Regions from separate parts of the Cricetulus griseus genome. Here region 2 is linked to region 1. The links are chromatin contacts, called in public Hi-C maps. All regions are on one chromosome and are shown on one strand. Each heading gives the region's core, a stretch centred on a gene start, on an enhancer-like site or on the middle of the called end of the contact. The rest is flanking DNA. Distances are from core to core; before and after follow the strand shown.

The links. Hi-C and Micro-C count contacts between places; a contact is called where the count stands out from the background.
Region 2: a contact with region 1 is called in a Hi-C map of liver, with 5 times the contacts expected there. The contact joins the promoter of Sptb here to the enhancer-like site in region 1. A contact is called at or near these places in 2 of 8 Hi-C or Micro-C datasets (fibroblasts and liver).

Annotation. Positions count from the first base shown.
Region 1 is chr5:126,778,583-126,781,618 of CriGri-PICRH-1.0, forward strand. No RefSeq gene overlaps it. Among named protein-coding and RNA genes, the nearest start is that of Churc1, 24 kb to the left of the region's middle. Within about 2 kb of position 1,584, at least 2 of the 6 cell types and tissues checked have open chromatin away from gene starts, as enhancers often do.
Region 2 is chr5:126,833,871-126,836,906 of CriGri-PICRH-1.0, forward strand. It overlaps Sptb (spectrin beta chain, erythrocytic), which reads left to right and starts at 1,539. Exons shown (of 35, transcript XM_035445724.1): 1 at 1,539-1,686. The coding sequence starts at 1,539.

The DNA.
Region 1 (3,036 bases), core at 334-2,833:
AGTCCCGTATTGGGCGATGCCCTTTCTCTCTGCACCTCTAAACTTCCTCTCTCACTGAGTTCTGATTTATCATTTTACTGTAACTCTATTAGCTGGGATGCATTTGGGGATGTTAGGATAACAGGATCTGCAGCAAATGAGGTTGTATTGAATTATTTATCATTCAGCTAAAGTGGAGATAGATACTGTAGACGAGCTGGTTTGTAAAATCTTGGGGTAATCTGCCTGCTGCTTTGGAGCTTTCTTGATATTAATTTTTTTCTTGTGGTTGAAAATTATAAATTTGAATGCTCCAAAGGAAAATATGTGTGCAACCATTCAGTTCTGAGCCACAAACCTATAGCTAAGAATTATCTGTTTCCTGTAATATACAATTATATAGCAGCAAAGCTGCAATTCTGGGATTCATGAATTTATTTAATAAGTTTAGTCACACAATGTTTAAAATATAAATATATAACTTCCTTTTTTTTTCTTTCAAAAATAGATCAAGGATTTTTACTTGTGATAAGTCTCAGCTTTTGAAGTTGGCCTGCATTTGTTTGTTTGTTTCTGCCAGAATTTGATTCTTAAAAAGACAGTTTCTAACCCAGTAACAAGCAAAGCAAATTATTTGGGATGCTGGGGAGCCCCAGGGCCTTTGGAGTGTTAAAAGTGGGCTCTCCTGGAGAGCTACAGCCCCAGCTCCATGCAAAGGATTCTAGAATTTATCCAACTGTGGGGAAGGGGGAGGGAAATCACTGCTAACCTCTTCCTGGTAAGATTAGTGCCATTAGGGAAATCGGTTTGTAAGAAGGACTCAGGCAAAAGGGAGTGGAAAGTCCTGTGGCTTTGTCATACCTGTGGATTTTATCTTATTTGGGATTTCCTAATGTCCAAATACCTACTCCCCAAAAGTGTGACTGAAGCAGTTAGTTAGATATCTTTTGCATACCTTTACTACACAAACTAAGCTTGAACATCTGGCAATTGAACACCCTTTGCTGATGAATCCCAGAAAACAACATAATTATACACCCAAGCAAACAAGCCAAGAGTAGGGCTGTTTCTTCTTAAGAATTTCTGGGAGCATCAAAGTTAAAACTCCCTTCTGCATCTATGCTCTTTTTAATCGCCACTTCTGTCTCCGTTACACCTGTGATTACCTGAGTTGATGGTCCGCGAGAGATCATCCCAGGCATAGTGTGTGGAGAAAAAAACAAAAGCAAAAAATGACGAAAGGTACAGAAAGGAGCGCAGCAAGCCTTACAGAGCAATGACCTTGTATTGTTGAGAAGTCAAGGAAACAGCTGCCCTGCAAGCCGCCCATGTTCGTCTGTGTCCCTCCCTCTCCCTAATCCCTTACGGTTCTTCCTAGGCACCCTTGCTTTTGGCCTACTGTACCCCACTCCACCAAAGCTTGCAGTTAGAAAGCCGGGTCCTACCCGGAGACCCGGGTTCACAGGAAGGTGCAGGTGGGCCCGCTTGCCTGTTGATTATGGCCCCTGCAATGTGCGACTGCAGGCTGCGCGCCACCAACCTGCATAGCTTGGTTTCTCCCGGACAGTACTAGGCTTGAAAGCTGGAACCGCGGCCTGGAGCCCGCAGGCTGGGGGCGGGGGCCTCGGCCCAGTGCCCACCCCCTGCTCTCCCAGCGTCTGCTCCTACTACCAGCGGGTTGTAGCCGGCCGGGAGCGCGCTTTCTAATGCATCCAGCCCACGGGAACAATCTGTCCCTTCCGACCTCAGGAGGGGCGCAACAGCTCGGGGGCCCTCCTCACCCACCCTATGGCCTAAACGGGTCTTTAGGTGTATTTTCAAAACCAGATCGTAGGCTGCGGGGACGCAGGGCGGGAAAGGCTGGGAGGACTCCTTTTCGCCGCCAGGCTTGCAGCTCCGGGCACACGAATTAGGCCCGAGCTGCAGAGTCGAGCTCTTTTCCCTAGGCTAGGGGCTCGGGGAGTGTGGGATCAGGGGAGGTGAGCGAGGACTGGGGCGCCCCTGGTCCAGGCGGCGGCGGCGCTAGAGGCTGGGCAGGTGCCCCCGGGCGCGCAGGCTGATTGGCAGGTGCACGAGTGGGTGGGGAAGGCGGGCCTGGCGCTGCGGGAGGCTGCGGCCCCGCCTCCCCGCCCCCGCCGCGGGACTATCTGGTCCCGGCAGCAGCGATGTCCCCCGGCAGGAATGTCCCTCCTCAGATAATGTTATTTATATCTCTGGGCGGGTCCGCGGCTCCGCAGCACCAGGCGCCCGGCGGCCACTGTGCCAGGAGCCCCGTGCTGCCCTCCTCCCCCTGCGCCGCCGCCCCCGGGCTCGGGGTGGCCGCCGCTTCAGCCCCAGCGCAGGTGAGTCCCCGAGGGCCGCGCGGCGGGAGGGAGCTGGGTGCCCCGGAGCCAGCGCCGGGGAGCACGGGGCCCAGGGGGCGGGTGACGCGCCGGCCCTGTGGGGACCTGGCCCCGGGTGCCAAGCTTGGAGCGGGAGGGGTGCGGAGCCTGGGAGGCCCTGGCGGCTGCGGCAGTCGTCACCCCGGGACGCGGGAACCCGCGTGGGCTTCGCAGGCGCTGGGCGAGTGGGGCGCTAGCTTTGGGAAGCCGACTAGTAGAGTGTTGCTCCGGGGCGCTGGGAGTGGGTTTGGGGTGTGTGTGTTCTCCGCCGCCTCCCCCAGGACCCTCGCCTGTGAGCAAAGGGGCGCGCGAGGGGGTGGGGGGTTCTGCCTGTCACCAGTCTGACGACTGCCCGCGCCTGTGCCTCTCGTTGCCTGGCTTCTCAACCCCCGGGCGTGTCGGATCCTCTTCTGGAACTTGGCTAGTTCCCTCCTGGCTGCCCAGCGCCAAGGCTGGGAGGACAGTTCAGGGCAGCAGAGGGGGCCCGGGCCTCTGGATACCGGGCAGGACGTGCAGAGTGGCCCTGTGTAGACCGAGAAGAGAAAGATGAAGTGTCCCAGAACTATATTTCAAGGACCCCCTCCCCCCCAATCCCATTCCCTTTGAGTTCCTGTTCTCCAAGCGTCTACTGCCCACTCTACTCATACCCTTCGTGCCAGTTCCAACAACTTGGCCC
Region 2 (3,036 bases), core at 289-2,788, 55 kb after region 1:
CTGCTATCCATGGCCGAGTTCTTGCTCCATACATATCCCTAAGACCAGTCCAGTCAAAGGGTGACAAACAGGGCTACAGTTTGGCCTTGGGTCTAAACCACCACAGTAGTTCCCTAAACCACCTTGGGGAGGCCTCATCCTGTCTTTCCTCCTTGTGCTGCTAGGGTGGCTAATTCTGGCTCCTGTCTTACTTCAAAGGGATGTGGTGGGATTGATTTACCAGTCTGGGAGACTGAGTCTGAAAAGTAAGTCCCAAAGCACTGAATCATGCCGAGCGTTGTTTCCTGCCTGTGTGTGCCTCCTGGGGAGCGCATCCAGGTGTGAGCCCATGTGCTGGGGTGTGTGAGAATGGGATGGATAGTCCAATAGCTATTGACATCTGTCATCTGACTGCTTCCCTTGCCCCCAAAGCCACTCTACCCACTGTTACTCTCTTGAATTTGAAGGCTCTGGGCCCCCATTCTGAAATACAGACCTGAACTTGGAATTCCCTGAGTTCCCAGGGAGATGCCTGGATGTCGTGGACAAGGGAAGATAATCATTTTCCAAAGGCCAAGGACGTTGGTAACCAAGGTGGCCTCTACAGCCTCTTACTTTTCTCCTCTACCTCTTCTGTCCTCCAGTTACTCCTCAGCTTCCCCATTCTTGCTGGTTGCTTCTTAATTTTGATACTGCCCCCGTGCTTTTTCTCTTTTGCTTGGGCTCTTGTCCCTTTCCACCTGTTCTTCCATGAGTGCCTCCAAACTTCCTTGGAAACTCTTTACCAATCACACTGATCTCTCCTTTTCCTCGGCACTCAGTCTCTAACATACCCAGTTCTCCCTCTGCCACTGCATACAGCGCCTGGTGTTGCCAGCCTGGATGGGACAACAGGTTCCTCTGGGCTGCTTGGTCTGGTTAGGGATTCAACAGGAGACCTTATTCTAGCAACTGCTCACACTTTCATGGGGAGCTTGGCTTTCCAGTTGTTAGGGCTGGAGTCTCAGTGGCGGCTTGATATTCTCAATGCCTGTCGTTCCCCCCACCCCTCCGTGTAAGCCATACTCAGTCGTCTTTCAACTTCTCCTCTTCTCTGCCTGTCCTTCTCTCCACCACCAGGAGTAGGGGTTCTCTTCCTCATTTGGCCACCTCACAGCCCCCAGCCTCTGGCTCCCAGGAGAGCTGTCTCTCAAGCTGCTCTCCACAGCCCTGGCAGCAGGTTTGAAGGAAAGTGGCTGGCTGGGACTTACATCTCCACCTGCTGGCCATCCTGACCCTGCCGCATGCAGCTCTCAGTCACTCTCACTGCCGCCGCCGTTATTCCTGCGGCAAAATCCTGTAACACAGGACCCTGAGACCCCGGGGGAAGAAATATGCTCTGACAGGCAGCACAGTGCATGGCTCCTGTAGGATCCACCTCTGTTGGATTCCCCTAATAAGTTTCCACTGAGAAACCCAGCAAGGGGCTTGGAAACTAACCCTCTGACTGTGTTGCTGTCCCCTAGGGACCCTTCCATGAAGACTGAGACAGGCACAGCTGCTAAGAAGAGCCTGCTGACATGACATCGGCCACAGAGTTTGAAAACGTGGGCAACCAGCCTCCATACAGCCGGATCAATGCCCGCTGGGATGTCCCGGATGATGAGCTAGACAATGACAACAGCTCAGCCAGGCTCTTTGAGAGGTCCCGGATCAAGGCCTTGGCAGGTACTGCTTGGGGCAATGGGGGTCAGAAGGTCGCATTCACAACCCTCATCAGGTCCATGCCGCTTCTTGCTATGGTGGAGCCTCTGTGAGTCCTGGTATGGCAGTAACTGAAACGCCTTTGCCAAAATTTAGAGAGCACCCCTTCCCCAGGAGTACAGACTTCAGTGCTTATCCCAGAATCCCCCACTTCCTCCTAAGCACTCTGAGAGGCAGGGAAGTGATGGCATTGGTGGTGGGTGGGTTCTGCCATCTGTCTCTGTCCCAAATGATCTGGCACCAAAGTCAGAAGTGTGAGGAAACTCTGGGTGAAGGAGTACCTGAGGGGCCACACAGGCACAAGTTCAGGAGATATCCTGTGCACTTAGTGCCCTGACTATGCAGGGAGAGAGGAATTAGCATCGTTGTCTGTGGTCCAAATGAAAAGAGGAAATTAAAAGCAGATAGTATCCTTTCCAATCTGCCTTAGGAAGGAGTTTGCTGCACGGAGCCTCTCATCCTTACACTGGGATTAGACTTGTATTTAGCAGGCTCATGAGGCTCATCCTTCCTTCCTTCCTTATGCGTGTGTGTGTGTGTGTGTGTGTGTGTGTGTGTGTGTGTGTGTGTGTGTGTGTGTGTGTGTGTGGGGGCAATATCTTACATCTCTGGTAGAAATGTCTTGACTCCCTCCTGGCTGAGATCTGAGTCTTTAGGAAACACCCCCCCTCCCCTTTTAATCAACTGTGTCTGTTGTCTCCCTGGAACTTGATCAGAGAAAGTATATTCCAACCCTCAATCTTTGTTTAATAAAGAAACTTTGGCTATATGGGCTGTGTGGTGGTGTGTGTGTATGGGGGTGGAGCTGGCTTTTACCTGATTGGACCTGAGCACACCATGATTGCTGCCATCTTACTTGCAGGAAAGTCTCAGCCCTTCCCATAGCACATTCTGGGGGTAATTCTGCCTTCTGGTACTGCTTGGGGTGTCTTCCTCCTTTCCTCCTCCACTCTAGTCCCAGATACCTTGGTTCCTGGGAAACCTGGAGGCATGAGCAGGGACTTAGGCCCCTGTGGAATGGTTTCTCACTACAAAAGGGGACAGTGGCGCCTCAAGTCCCTTTGTCATTATAGGACTAGGCCATCTCTGTTTGTGTCCTGTGTATTGTAGGAAACACTTTTCCCCTCATTTTCTCACCCCCCCCACTAGTGCCACAGAGTCCTCCTTTGGTTTTCCTTGGGGTTCTGGAATATCAGTGCCTTTCTTCTTTTGCTTAAACAATTTTAACTTCTTCAAGTATCCTAACCAACTTGAAACACTTGGCTTGTCCTTCTGGGGCTTTACCTCTCTGTCCATAACGGCTATATTTGGCTG